Regions from separate parts of the Mus musculus genome. Here region 2 is linked to region 1. A link is a contact called in public HiChIP or PLAC-seq data. All regions are on one chromosome and are shown on one strand. Each heading gives the region's core, a stretch centred on a gene start, on an enhancer-like site or on the middle of the called end of the contact. The rest is flanking DNA. Distances are from core to core; before and after follow the strand shown.

Evidence for each region. HiChIP or PLAC-seq counts read pairs in DNA pulled down with a chosen protein or histone mark.
Region 2: an H3K27ac HiChIP or PLAC-seq map of microglia shows a contact between it and region 1, with 6 times the contacts expected there. The contact joins the promoter of Galnt12 here to the promoter of Trim14 in region 1. A contact is called at or near these places in 2 of 39 promoter capture datasets (embryonic stem cells and hippocampal neurons) and 1 of 115 datasets of contacts at active chromatin or transcription factors (microglia).

The regions. Positions count from the first base shown.
Region 1 is chr4:46,533,006-46,539,932 of GRCm38.p6, reverse strand. Trim14 (tripartite motif-containing 14) reads left to right here and starts at 3,792. Exons shown (of 6, transcript NM_029077.4): 1 at 3,792-4,053; 2 at 6,823-6,918. The coding sequence starts at 3,853. Coro2a (coronin, actin binding protein 2A) reads left to right here. Exons shown (of 12, transcript NM_001164804.1): 12 at 666-2,996. The coding sequence ends at 797. It overlaps Gm16731 (predicted gene, 16731), which reads right to left and starts at 4,032. Exons shown (of 4, transcript NR_151695.1): 1 at 3,870-4,032; 2 at 2,610-2,762; 3 at 493-841; 4 at 50-387.
Region 2 is chr4:47,089,823-47,096,800 of GRCm38.p6, reverse strand. Galnt12 (polypeptide N-acetylgalactosaminyltransferase 12) reads right to left here and starts at 4,878. Exons shown (of 10, transcript NM_172693.4): 1 at 4,473-4,878. The coding sequence starts at 4,828.

The sequences.
Region 1 (6,927 bases), core at 2,543-5,042:
GAATTAGTTTTTACTTCCCAGAGGAGAAACAGACTCAGGACAGGTGAGGTAACTTGCCTGTGTGTTAACAACTTTTTATTGTTGTTGTTGTTGCTGCTGCTGCTGCTGCTACAAAGCACTTGGCAGGAGCAACTTAAAGGAAGTTTATTTGGGTTCACAGTTCCAGGGCACAGCCCAGCATGGTGAAGGAAGGCAGCAGCAGGAGCTTAGGGCAGCGGGTTACATGGTATCCACAAGCTGGAGGCGGACAGAGATAGATGCTGGCACTCAGCTTTCAGCCCAGGATCTCATCCCATTTGTTAATGCTACCCACAGTTAGGATGGATCAATCTAGAAACTCCATAGGTGATTCTAGATCCTGCTGCATTGTTAAAATTGAATAGAGTCCTGTGATGGGGAAGAAAAAAAAAAGTTTTCAGGCTTCCGGTCCAAAGAGCCTTTGCTCTACCCCTCAGGGATCTGGGAAGGACAAATAGAATACAAACAAGCTACCGGAACTTCACTGTTGGGTAAAGCAAGCAAGGCTTTCGTCACGGCTCAGAAGTGACTGTCCCTTGCTAATAATTTAACGGCTGTCACCAAGTCAGAAGTGTGTGCCTCAGCCTCTGTGCTGTGGCCTATCCCGGCCACCCAGATGACCTCTCCCTCTTCACTGTGCTTCACAGCTGCTGCAGATGTTCTACCGGCAACAGGAGGAGATCCGGAGGCTCCGGGAGCTGTTAATCCAGAGAGAAGTCCAGACCAAGCAGCTGGAACTAGAGATCAAAAACCTGCGGATGGCCTTAGGACAGCTCTGAGCAGTGCTCTCCTCCACCCTTGCCCTCAGGGACACCGATAGGCTCTGTGGAGAGAGAGAGAGAGAGAGAGAGAGAGAGAGAGAGAGAGAGAGAGAGAGAGAGAGAGGTCCAGCACCGAGCCGAAATTCACTGAGAACAACCACTATTTCTATATTTTATACCAGGAAAACAAAACTCTCAGTTGCTGAAAGAGATCCCAGTGGGACGTGGTGCCGCTTTCCTGTCGCCTTCTCCAATCTGCAGTTCCTGCCCTGGCTGGTTTAGATTATACCCTACCTTCTGCTGGATTCTGGTTTTAAGGGTTGGTGAGGAGCTATGACCTCCCAGAGTGAAGATTTGGCCCAATTCTAAACCACAGGCAGGCAGCCAAACCCATCCTTCCAACCAGAATCAGCCACATGTGGGTAGATCGTCCCATAGGTGGGGACACAGACCTCAGAGCTGAGTCCATGTCTGTTGACTACAAGAGGGCAGGAACGGACTTCCACCCAGGGTATCTAAAGTCCTCTGGGAGGTAGGGGGGCCCAGCACTGGATGTGGCAAAGCCCCATGGCCAGCCACCAGTAAGGGCTCTGGTTCACTGCACTGGGTGAGAAAATGGCACCTGGTCTGAAAGCCTGCGACCCTCCCTTGTGTGTCTTGTGCCTGGTTCTGAGGCTCTTTTCTTTCTTGGTGCAAAACAAGCCTAGCTGGTGCCTGAGAACTTGAGACAAGGCTTACCACAGGAGGTACCCACTCCCCCATACCTCCTGGACAAGCAGACAGAGTTCCCCCCTCCCCCCTTCCCCTCTGGACAGATAGTTTCCCCCATCACTCAGGGTCATGCTGGAGCTCAAGCGAGAATTTCAGGGGCTATCCAGGCTAACAGGTTCTGACCCACATCGTCCATTAGCACCCCACTGGATGCACATACTGATGACCAGACCTGCCCACTAAAGCTGACCCTACAGTGGAGGGTACGGCCCTCTGAACAAGCTGCCTGAGTGGCTTCTGTTCATGGGAATGGAGACGCTTTTAGCTAGCATCCTACTGCTGTGTTGGCAATGGAAGCAGTACAAAGCTGACTCGCACACGACCACGTCACTCACCGTCGCTGGTATCTGCACACACCAGGGTCCTGTGCTCCTTGGTTTATTCTCCATCCCTACACTACACTGGGACTCTATGCCCGGCGATGAGCTAGCTATGCTCGCCTTCCTTGTGCTCCCGAGTATGGCAGGGATCTGGAGCTCCTGGGATGGCGCGCTCTCTCTCCTTTCATTTGTGACCAGCATGTCAGTCTGTAAAGCTCCAACCCCATGCTCAGAAGGCAGGAGGGCCACATAGTGAAGACACCAGCCCAAAACCACTGGCTGCCTCTTATGTGTGGCTAGGGGTGGGGTCCAGTGAGCTTCCCATCAAATCTCTGTACAACACCATCCCCTCAAAAAAAAGCTATCCCCACTGTAAGGGACCCAGACCCAGACCTCACATTCAGGAACAGGTCACAGGTGGCTATGAACAAAATTATATGTTGTTTCTTGTTCTGTTGGGTTTTTTTTTACATCTAGAATAAATTATTTAAATTATTTCATAGCAAGGGAGAGGGATATTTGTCATCTTTTTTTTCTTTTGAAGATTTTGTCATATTTTTTTAAGATTATGTTTTTATGTTCTTGGGCTAATGGAGCAACACTGCCCCCTGACACAGTGACCACCCAAGCAGCAAAGCCGCCCTCGGCTCCTTCCTTCTTGCCTTGGGAGCTTTCTTTCTGATGACTCAGGAACTTTGTGTGAATGAGGGAGAACGCTTGGAGATGAGCTTGTACCCACCTTAGCTCTACAATAATTCTGCTTCCTAGAACAAAACTTGAGGTTGTATCCCAGAGGGAAACGGGAATCAAGATACGGACCTATGCTTTTCATATGAAACCGTGCCTGAAGCCGTTTGAGTGATTGTTTGAATGTTTCTTAAATTCCTTGTACCTTTGTAAAAAAGTAAATAAAAAAATAATTAAGAAATAAAAGTTAAAATAGACACAGAATCGTGCAATGTAAGAATATGACAATCTACTGTGGGTGGTAATTCCTGCCTGTAATCCCAGTTCATGGAAGGCTGAGGCAGGAAGATTGAAAATTCCAGACCAGCTTGGGCAAAGGAGTCTAAGACTCTGCCTCAACCAAAATAATAATAAATAATAACACCAGACTCGATATTGCAATGCTTGGCGATTTCCTTTTTGTTAATTCGTTCTACAAGTACCAATTTAGCACTAGGTGTCTGGACCAGATGATACCGGACCAGGTTGGCAAACTGGTCAGTAAGGTCCGAATACCCTTGAAGTGCTTCCACTTGTGTTTGAGAGAATTCGTGAGGGGCAGGATGGGGCAGGGTGGTCAGGCGGCTGTGGGTGGAGAATGGACGCTTCCTGAAGAAGGAGATAAGCCACACCTCCATGTGATTGGGGGACAGTGAGCAGCAGCTATACCTTAAGCAAGAACTGCAAAATGCCCCGGCTAGAAACAGGGTGGGTCATTCACCCATCAAGGCAAGAGAAATCAGAACATCTTCAGGGCCTGGGGCTTTGAAGTTTTAGCCTGAAGATAATTGGGGCTTCTTGGAAGTATGTTCCAACTTCACCCCCACCTGCCCCCACATGGCTGACCATAGGGAGGAAGCACTACAGGAAAAGAACAAAATGAGGTGTAGAAAATGTAGGCCCTCTGGGCAGGCCACACCACCTACTACGCACCTCCGCAGTTTGCCAGAAGCCCAACATCATCAACAAGCGGGAAGCCAACCTTCCAGTGAGCCCATCAGTGCAAGCACCCGCGTTCCTATCTATAGTGACCTCCTCCTCCTCAAGGTGAGAAAGAGTGGAAGGATGCTGTGCCGCGGATCCAGCACTAGGTGGGACCAAGCATCAACTCTCCAGCAGGTCATCGCCCCTCCAGTTTGCCACTGGGAGCTGGGTCGCCCGCCCCGCCCCGCCCCGCCCCTCCCCGAGCAAGGTTTCGATTTCTGCACCAACCCAACCCGACCACACTGCACAGAGAACAGCGGTTGCCACTGAGAATGGCGAGCGAGACTACCGAGGCGCGGGCGCCCTTTCAGCCCGACGGGGCGTATGGCTGGCGCTGTCCGGAGCACAGCGAACGCCCGGCTGAGCTCTTCTGTCGCCGCTGCGGCCGCTGTGTGTGCGCGCTCTGCCCGGTTCTGGGTGCGCACCGCGGCCACCCGGTGGGCCTGGCCGAGGAGGAGGCTGTGCGTGTGCAGGTGGGAAGCCGCGAGGGCGTGCACCGCAGGTCTGGGCGGGCGGAGATTGAGCACAAGAGTAACCGTCAAAGGAGGGTCAAATCCCGTTAGGACAGGGAAACTAAAGGGGGACCCTGAGGTCCTCTAGATAGTAGACAGTAGGATCGGGAGGCAGAACCCTATGGAAGTGCAAAAGTTGCTCAAACCACCAGCGAAGCTTCCCAAGATTGGCTTGGGGTACAGGAGGCTCAAGCTGGTTAGTACTCACACGTTCTTTACCGCTTCTGCTAGGGCAACTCCCCAACCAGAGTCAAGGACGCGGGAGGGACGTTCGCCTAACAGAGCACAGGGGAGGATGAAGTTGGAAAATTGGGAGTTTACAGCCAACCTGTGATATGTAGAGAGACTATCTCAAAAGACCAGATTGTAGAAAAAGAAAACTGTATGTATGCGTGTGTTCCATGAAGCCTGGAAATGTCTCTGGACCCTGGAGTTCATAAAAGGCCATTCTGAACTGGGACCTGATGGCCTATGTTGTTTTGCTAAGTCAATAAGGTCCCTCTTCCTGCCTTGAATCCGGCTCCTCCCCCTATGCAAATACACCACTGTCCCCTCTCCCACCCCACCCACGGAAGAGGCTTGTTAATCACAGCCTTATCTTCTATAGATAACGAGAAAGCAGGACCCCCAGCCGGCTGCCCTGGCTCTGCAGAATCTATTCTCCTCTCTGCATTTGAGGAAGGCAAGCTAGCCAGAACCTTCTGAACCCCCGGGGCTGATTTTATGTTTATCTCCAAGAAGTCTTTGTAATTCTGCCCAAAGCACCTTCCTTTCTGCTCTCTCCTGACTTAACCACCCTTGACAAGACTACAACTCCAATCTGAATTGGGCCTGAGGGAGGACAGTCTGACTAGTGGAGTCCTGCCCCTGCTTCCAGAACCATCCTTCAGCAACTGTGAAATGACTGCTAATAAGGATCCTCAAATGCTGCTACTCGGAGACCCAAGGCTATGCGTCAACCTAGGCACCCTTCCTCTGTCTATCCACAGAGCCATTCCTTCATCAAGCACATACTCAGCACTCAGCGCCATGGCTTGTACCGTGAGCCAAGTCAGAAATCAGATCCTCGCCGCATCTGGATGAGTTAGTTGCCTGGTTGGTCAGGGGTAGGATAGTAGCACTGCAATGTACTACATATCATACTAGGGAGCCCAGGGTGGTGGCCAGTGAGAGCCAGAAAATAGAACTTGGGGCAGGAAGCCACGCAAGCACTTCCCCAGGGAAGTGCCATTGGGTGGACATGAGCTCTTCTGTCGCCGCTGTGGCCGCTCCGTGTGGGCGCTCTGCCGGGTTCTGGGTGCGTACCGCCGCCACCCGGTGGGCCTGGCCGAGGAGGAGGCTGTGCGCGTGCAGGTGGGAAGCCGCGAGGGCGAGCGTGCAGCGCAGGTCTGGGCGGGCGGAGTTTGAGCACAGGAGTAACCGTCAAGGAAGCGCTTTGAAGGGTAAATAGAATTTCATGGGATCAGGAGACAGAAATTCCAGTGGCTGGAGGTGGAGATCCTAAACCAGAGAGCTAGGGTATCCTTGGGCCAGCTTGAGCAATAGGTGGCTTAGATGTCCCAGATGATGAGTATGTGGAAGCTGAAGCCAAGGCTGACCCCCTTCCCTGCCCCCATTTACCACTGCGGCAAATGCTTGTTGGATGCTAACATGGCAAAGTGACCTGCACTGAGCATGTGCGGCTGGCCAGCCACTCTGATCTCATTTACTCCACACAGCAAACCTGCTTGCGATGGAGGAAACAGATTTTGAGCACATGGCTGTAGAGCGAGGACTAGGACCTAGGTTTATTCTTCCTCTAGAGCTCATAACGCCTGCCAGCCTCCTTGAGCTTCCAGCTCTCCCCTGGAAATTGACATGCCTTAGTATTATTACTCTTGGCTGATTAAGAGTCCAGACCCCGAGGGCTAGAGAGATCGCTCAGCGGTTAAGAGCACTGACTGCTCTTCCAGAGGTCCTGAGTTCAATTCCCAACAACCACATGGTGGCTCATAACCATCTGTAAAGGGATCTGGCACCCTCTTCTGGTGTGTCTGAAGACAGCTATAGTGTATTCATATACATAAAATAAATAATTCTTTTTTTAAAAAAGTTCAGGCCCCATCCCCACCCCTGTTCTCAAGAGTTAGGCCCAGGTGCCAAGTGGAAGACCAGCTGTAGAGAAGGCTAAGGTGGAAATAGCTACCCCTTGGAGGGAAGAGACCCAAACCAGGTATTAGAAAAAGCAACTTCGCCGGGCGTGGTGGCGCACGCCTTTAATCCCAGCACTCGGGAGGCAGAGGCAGGCGGATTTCTGAGTTCGAGGCCAGCCTGGTCTACAAAGTGAGCTCCAGGACAGCCAGGGCTATACAGAGAAACCCTGTCTCGAAAAACCAAAAAAAAAAAAAAAAAAAAAAAAAAGAAAAAGCAACTTCTAAAAGCAGACAAACAGAAATAGGAGCCAGGCATCCAGGCTGTGGCATCCCTGACAAAGGCCTGCGGTGCAGAGGGCCAGAGGCTCTGCTCACCCTGCATCTTATCACTTGACTTTGGGCAAACTACTCACCGGCAGAGCCCCAGGCACTTCTGCTGGAAAAGAATTCAGTGCAGCGGTGGGTTAGTGGTTTAATGAAGTGACTCAGCAGGTGGATGTCCCCTTGCCAAGCCTGGAGTTCAGTCCCTGGTGGAGAGACTAGAAGCTCGTTAGCTTGAAAGTGACAGTTTTCCTTTTTCTCCTGACCCTTCTCACAGAAGCTAATCCAGGACTGTTTAGAGTGTTTGGCAACCAAGAAGAGGCAACATGCGGACAACATAGCCCATTTGGAAGACGCCGGGGAAAGGCTCAAGGCAAGTGGA
Region 2 (6,978 bases), core at 3,629-6,128, 560 kb before region 1:
AAGCAAACTGTAACTAAATGCTTCCTTTTTATAAGTTGCCTTGGCCATACTGTACCTTCACAGCTATTTAGTGATATGCCTAAAGCATATAGGTCCAAAATGAGTGGGAAAAAAAGGGCAGGAAAATGGATCCAAAGCTGAGGAGGTTCTGTGGATCTGAGGAGGTTCTGTGGCTCTGAGAAGGTTCTGTGGATCAGAGGAGGTTCTGTGGATCTGAGGAGGTGCTGTGGATCTGAGGAGGTGCTGTGGATCTGAGGAGGTTTTTGTGAAGATTCTGTGGATCTGAGGAGGTTCTGGGATCTGAAGAGGTTCTGTGGCTCTGAGGAGGTTCTGTTGAACTGAGGAGGTTCTGTGGCTCTGAAGAGGTTCTGTGGAACTGAGGAGGTTCTGTGGCTCTGAGGAGGTTCTGTGGCTCTGAGGAGGTTCTGTGGCTCTGAGGAGGTTCTGTGGAACTGAGGAGGTTCTGTGGCTCTGAGGAGGTTCTGTGGAACTGAGGAGGTTCTGTGGCACTGAGGAGGTTCTGTGGCACTGAGGAGGTTCTGTGGAACTGAGGAGGTTCTGTGGATCTGAGGAGGTTCTGTGGATCTGAGGAGGTTCTGTGGATCTGAGGAGGTTCTGTGGATCTAAGGAGGTTCTGTGGATCTGAGGAGGTTCTGTAGATCTGAGTCGCTGGCTAAAGGTCACAAGCTTGGTCTGACAAAGATTAAAAAAATATTCTATGCTTTGCAATCCTTTTTGGAAAGCAGAAGAAATACTAGTTTAATGTCCACTTGATATGGGATGCTTTACAAAGTTAATTTTGCCAGAGCAGATAAGCTCTCTCTCTACAAAAGAGAAGTCCCACCAGCTTCCTCCTGCAAGCTCAGCAGGGCACTTTCCATCTTGTGAACAAATATGCAGAGTTATTCTGAGACTCTGAGACCCTCTGATATCCCAAGTCCTGATCTCTGAGCCTAGACACACACCTAGCCCCAGGAGTCAAGGTCACAAAAAGGAAACAAGGTCAAGAAATCTCATTCCTCTAGCCAGCAGCAGACAGCTGTGTGGCTGGTGCTGGCACACATGACATCACCAGATATGGGTCAGAGGACACCACCACAACACAGTCACTCCACTTTCTTTTTGATACCTAGATCAGAATGTGAGTGGCAGACAGCAATCATCTCGTTACTGTATTTAATGAATACTTTTTTTTAGTATAATGTTAGCAACTCTTGACCTGTGACATAATCCTTTCTAGTTTCAATGCAGTCATTATTAATTATTTCCTCTACTTTCCACCATACCATGATTCCTCTGAGCCAGCACTCCACAACAACTAGGTCAGCAGCTCCAGCTAGGCCACACATCAGAGCCACAGAAATTCTGATTTCATTGTTCTAGAGAAGGTCCCTGGCACTGAGAGAACTCCCTAGGACGCAGAACCCAGCTATATGGGCTCCCCCTACTTGGGCCTGCTATCTAGGAGTAAAATCCTCCTCACTAGCATCAAATGAGAGGCACTGGGGAAGGGCCTGTGAACCATGAACCCATGAATTGACTATGCTGCTATCCAGAACCTTCGCTGACTAGACCACTATCCAAGGGCGCCTTGTTTCCTCCTCAAGTCAGCACTAAACTAACAAAACAAAGCTGTGCCCGCAACTGTCAGATCCTCCACTGCATCTCAAGAAAGCAAAGCCAACTTCCCAAAAGTCCCTTTACTGATCGGACCCCGGTGCCAGACCTTGCCCTTGCCAGCAAGGGCCAAAGCAGATGTCTCTGGGTTGTGCTGTGTCTCCTCAGGCATGTATGCAAAAGGCAATGTGAAGACAGCAAAAACTTTCGAGTTTGCATGTACGCTCATGTTCTCTCTCATCTACACATCTTATGTGTATATTTTCCAAAGTCTGTTTCTATACTTGGAAAAAGTCTAGACAGATACACAGCAAAATGTTAATAACAGTTTTGCCAGGGTTGTAAGCTGATTTTTTTTTCCTTTTACTTTTTGAGTCTTGCTATGTGGCTCTGCTTGATCTGGTCCCAGACGTGCATCACCATGCCTGCCTTAATGCTCTCTTGTTGGCATTTTTTAGCTGTTTGGGGTTTTTGCTTTTCTTATGGTAAAATTTCTGAAGCCCACATATCTTGCTTTTATAATAAAAACAAACAGATAAATAACTGTTCCCACCTAAAAAGGAAAACAGAACATCTCTACCCAGACCTTCTGGGTGACCTGCTGCATGGCTTTTCTTTGGTTTGTCTGGAAGTTACCTTACAGGCTCGCCCTCCTTGACAGTTAAGGACCCTGATTACCTCTCTGCTGATTAACCGGACTCCTGAGGGACCCTATGCCGTGAGCACAGGATACCATCTGAATTCTCAACCCAAATCTCAAGATTGACTCATAACTACTACAGAGACCCCATCCTGTGTGGGGGTTCCCATTCTGTAGCTTTGGTTATTCAATCAATCTTATTCCCAAAGTATCAAATGGAAAATTCCAGAAACAAATCAGTTACAAAAGGAAGATTGTAAACCTCCTCAAATACTGTAATAAAAGCTTGCCCTTTCTATGAGGTGAGTCATTCATCCCCTTCCTTGTCCAGTGTATTCACACTGATCACCAACACGCCATCGTCACTGACCACCAACACACCGTCGTCACTTAGCAGCCATCTTGTTGCAGGACTTGGTGCTACATCACAGTGCGGTATCACAGTGCTTAGTATACATAAGGTTTGGTACCACGTGAGAAGTCAGACATCTACTAGGATCTGGAAGCTGCTCCCTGAGAATAAGGGGGCGGAGGGTAGGACTATTATGCGGTATTAGTGAGACTCCCTTGCAAGGCCCCGGCACTGCTAACCATATGGAGGCTGTGCCTCAAAGACTGTCCTGATCCAGACATACACAGCTCCAGTTTACCTTTTTCTCAGGCTAGCCGAAACTAATGGGGCAGGCCTGAGTCAGAGGCAAGGCCCATCCTGCTGGGTTGGATTAATTTCCAGGGTCAATGGCACAGCAGGATCTAGTCTCAAATCCCGGCAGGACACAAGGCAGCTGCATCACCATGGAGACAGGAAACCATAAGCCCCACAGGTCATCTAAAGTGTTTCAAAGAGATATTCACAACTCCTAACCATAAAGGAAATTGGATCCGGAGAAGAATAACTTTCCAGCCAAATGCAGATGACACGAAGGGGCAGTCGAGGAAAGAGGAAGTAAGCAGGACAGGGTGCTCCCAGGTACATGCTGACTATTAAGTCTGAGGCGGCATTCCTTCAGCCCACTTACACAGAGTGTACAGACTAACCCTCATCGGTTCCCTAGTTGGCAAACAAGGAAACTGAGGCCAAATCAACTAAAGACTGAACCCCACTGTCGGAGACCGCAGAACTAGTGAGCAAAAGACCTGACCTTTCAAAGAGCTGAAGCTGCCTGAGGCACTGGGTAGGAGTGGAGAATCCCTGCCAATCCCAGCAATTTTGACTCGGAAAGAGAGTGAAAAGGGCTTCGGGCAAAGCCATTGCGGTAGGTGAGAGAAATTCAGTTAAATCTGTTAAACTCTCCCTGATGGAGGAAGGGGCACAGCAGACCGCATCTCATCCTCTCGCAGGTCAGTGTTGCCTATGCCCTCTGAGTCCATTTCCAAACTGGAAAAAAAAAGAACTGTCAAGGCCTGGAGAGTAGAATGTGGCAAGCGCCTGATAATCACACCAGGCTGGCCCTGTGGCTCTAACCAGGACCCCTTTCTGAGTTCTGTTTTCCAGGCAATCTACCGAGCTCAAGTGGGAACTAAAAGTTCTGTAACAAATTTAAAGGGTGGAGGCGTCTGGGAGACTGAGGGTAAAGGTGGCAGCAGCAGCTGCTGCGGGTGTTTGCTTCCTTGTCTCTCACCTGTTGAAAAGCCAGCAGCTTCAACAGGAACTAGGCTCTGACTACACAGGATCTGCCCTGCACCACCTACAAGAGTGTGCTCGGCTGGACTCAAGAGTCACAGGCGCCCTTCCCACAAACCTCTTCTTCCCACCGCCCTCCACCCAAAGCTAGGACTTCAACAGCCAGAGAGAAAGGGAGGCGGCTCCGGGCCTCGGGCACGGCCATTGGGCATCTCGATGGCTCTGCTCTATCCCTGGGCAACAGCACACCCACACCAATGAATGGGGTCAGCCCTGTGCTAGTCGCCGTCAGCTCTCCGGAGTCACAGCCACACCCACAGTCCTAACTGCCCCCACAGGCACGAAGTAGGGGTCTCTTCAGTGTGTTTAACTCGAATCTCACCCTGTCCCGACAGAATGACAACTTTGAGGTGTCTGATTCAAGGGACCACTCAGTTACCAGTTTGACTTTCTTAGGTTCGTTCTGATTTTTTTTTTTAACTTTCCCGCCTCTTCGCCCTCTAGATACGCCCCACCACCACCCCCGCTCTGCACCACCTCCTCCCGAGAAGGATGCTGCGTCCCACGCGCCAGTGCTCCGCGACTACTCACAGAGGGTTCCAGCGCTCGGGCAGTCGGCGGTGCAGCGAGATACGGTCGCTCAGATAGATGTTGATCTGGTGCTGCTTCACGCTCTCCTCCTGCAGCCGCAGCTCCTCGCCCTGCAGCTGCAGCCGCACCGCCTCCCCATGCGCTCCCAGAGCATCGGCGGGCAGCGGCGGCCTGGGCAGCACTGGCTCGTGACGCCCGGGGAGAGGAGTCCGCGGGGGTCCCGGGTCCACCGTCCCCGACCTGCTTCGAGCCCGCAGCAGCGCGCCCAGCCCTGCCAGGGCCAGCAGTGCCAGCAACGCCTCCCGGCCGCGCCGCAGCCCCCGCGGGCAGCGCCTCCTCACCGCACGCCCCCACATGCACCCGCTAGCTGCACCCCGCGGCCTCGGGCCGAGGCTGGACCCGGATCCCGGAACCGCGGTCGCCCCGCCCCCGGCCCGCCCCACCTGCGCCCCGCCCTCTTCCTGGCTGCTGCCTCCCGCGCCCACCTGCCTGTGCCCACATGAGAGAGCAGAGAGCTTGGCGACCCTTGCGGCGTGAGTGTGGGCTGAGCACAGCGCTCTGGGCGCTATGGGGACCCTTCCTTGAACTTACGTGACACTAGCACTATCCCGGATGGAAGGTCCTTAACCTTAGCCACTACGTGTTCAGGATGTGCTGGCCAAGACTCATGAAAGCTGCAGGCGGCTCTGTGCGGTACTCAGTGGCGCCTAGAATAACTAACTGGAGCCCATGGTTTTCCAAGCTATGTTTTTCAGTCTTTGCTTTAGGGACACCTACACTCCGCAGGCCCATCACACACACACACACACACACACACACACACACACACACACACACCATCCTTTCCTGTAATGTATCAGGTTTGGCTCAGGGCTTATAGGAGAAAAGGGGAGCCACGGGGCCCTTGCTTCGAAGCTTGAAGGACAGAGTTCCATCCATCCCCACATGGTGAAAGGAGGACTCCCTCAAGTTGTCCTCCAACCCCCACGTGTGATATAGACACTTGTGTATACATACATGCATACAGATAAAAGTTTTAAATTTAAAGTTTAAATCAAAAATGTGTTGCTGTATCATAGTCGGAATCTCAAGTAACCCAGGCTGGCCTCCTTTCCTGAGTCCTAGAATTACAGGTCAGTGGTACCAAGCCTAGCTAAATAGTGTCTCCAGCCCCAGCCCCTGATGTTGACTGAAATATGGTCTCACTCTGTAGTCCTGGTTGACTCTAAACTTTCTACATAGCCCAGGCTGGCCTCTAACTTTTAGGAATAAAATGTCTTCAGTAATTTACACAAACTGCCACTTTTACCTTTAGTTGTGGGGGGAGGAAGGAGCCAAGCTAGGCTGGTGCCTTTGCAAATTCTGTTCCTGCACCCACTTGCCTTGCCCCACCTTACCAACTCTTCCTGAAGCCTTCAGCCACTGCAGCGTTTTCAGGATGGCTTATTATTATTATTAATTTTGCCACTAATAGCACATTTTCACGGCAGAAGTTTTTGTGTAATTCTGGGTGTATATGTATATAAAACCAGTATATAAATCAACCACTTACTTATAGTAAGTCATAAAGAAACTCATTTTAAAACAATCTTTAAAATACATATAATTTTACTATTAATAAAAGAAAGCCGTTTACATGTTAAGATGGATGGACTTGCTTATTTTTATATAAAGACTTAAATTAAGGCTAAGCATTTGATACTACAGGACACAAACCATCGTCATAATTTTCAGAGTTGATTGATAATTTCATTTTAAAAATCCCAATGCTGGGAGTGCCATTTCACATAAATGTGTGGTGCCAGGTAGCAGAACTATATTTTGGAGTGTTGTTTTGAAATTCTGCCCCAGTCCCAAGAAAATTTGTTTTTAAAGATTTATGTTGGTGCTGTAGAGATAGCTCAGCCATTAAGAGCACTGGCTGCTCTTCCAGAGGACCCAACATCTACTTGGCAGCTCACAACTGTCTGTAATTCCAGTCCCTGGGGATCTGACACCATCTTCTGGGTGCCCTGGGCACTGTATACACATGGTGCATTTATATACAAATATGTATGCATATGTATTCATATGACATATAATATCTTATATATGTGTGTGCCTTATATATGACAGACACTCATACATATAAGATAGAAAAATAAAATCTCCAGTTTTTAAAAAATTTATGTGTATGTGTGTGTGTGTGGGTGTGTGTGAATGTGTACCTCATATGTGGGAGTGTCAGTGGAGGCCAGGAAAGAGCATTGGGTCCCCTGAAGCTAGAGTTGCTGGTAGCTGTGAACTGCCCCACGCAGGTGCTGGGAACCCCAACTCTAGTCCTCCGCAAAATCAGCAACCACTGTGGACCACTGAGTCATCTCTCCAGTCTCTGGAGCCAAAATCGACTTAATGATCTTTTTTCTATGAATCAAAACTCAAACAGCTATTTTAAAAATCAAACACCTTTACACAATGCAATCCACTTAATACTTCCATACTGACGAATGGGCAGTAAGGGACTTGG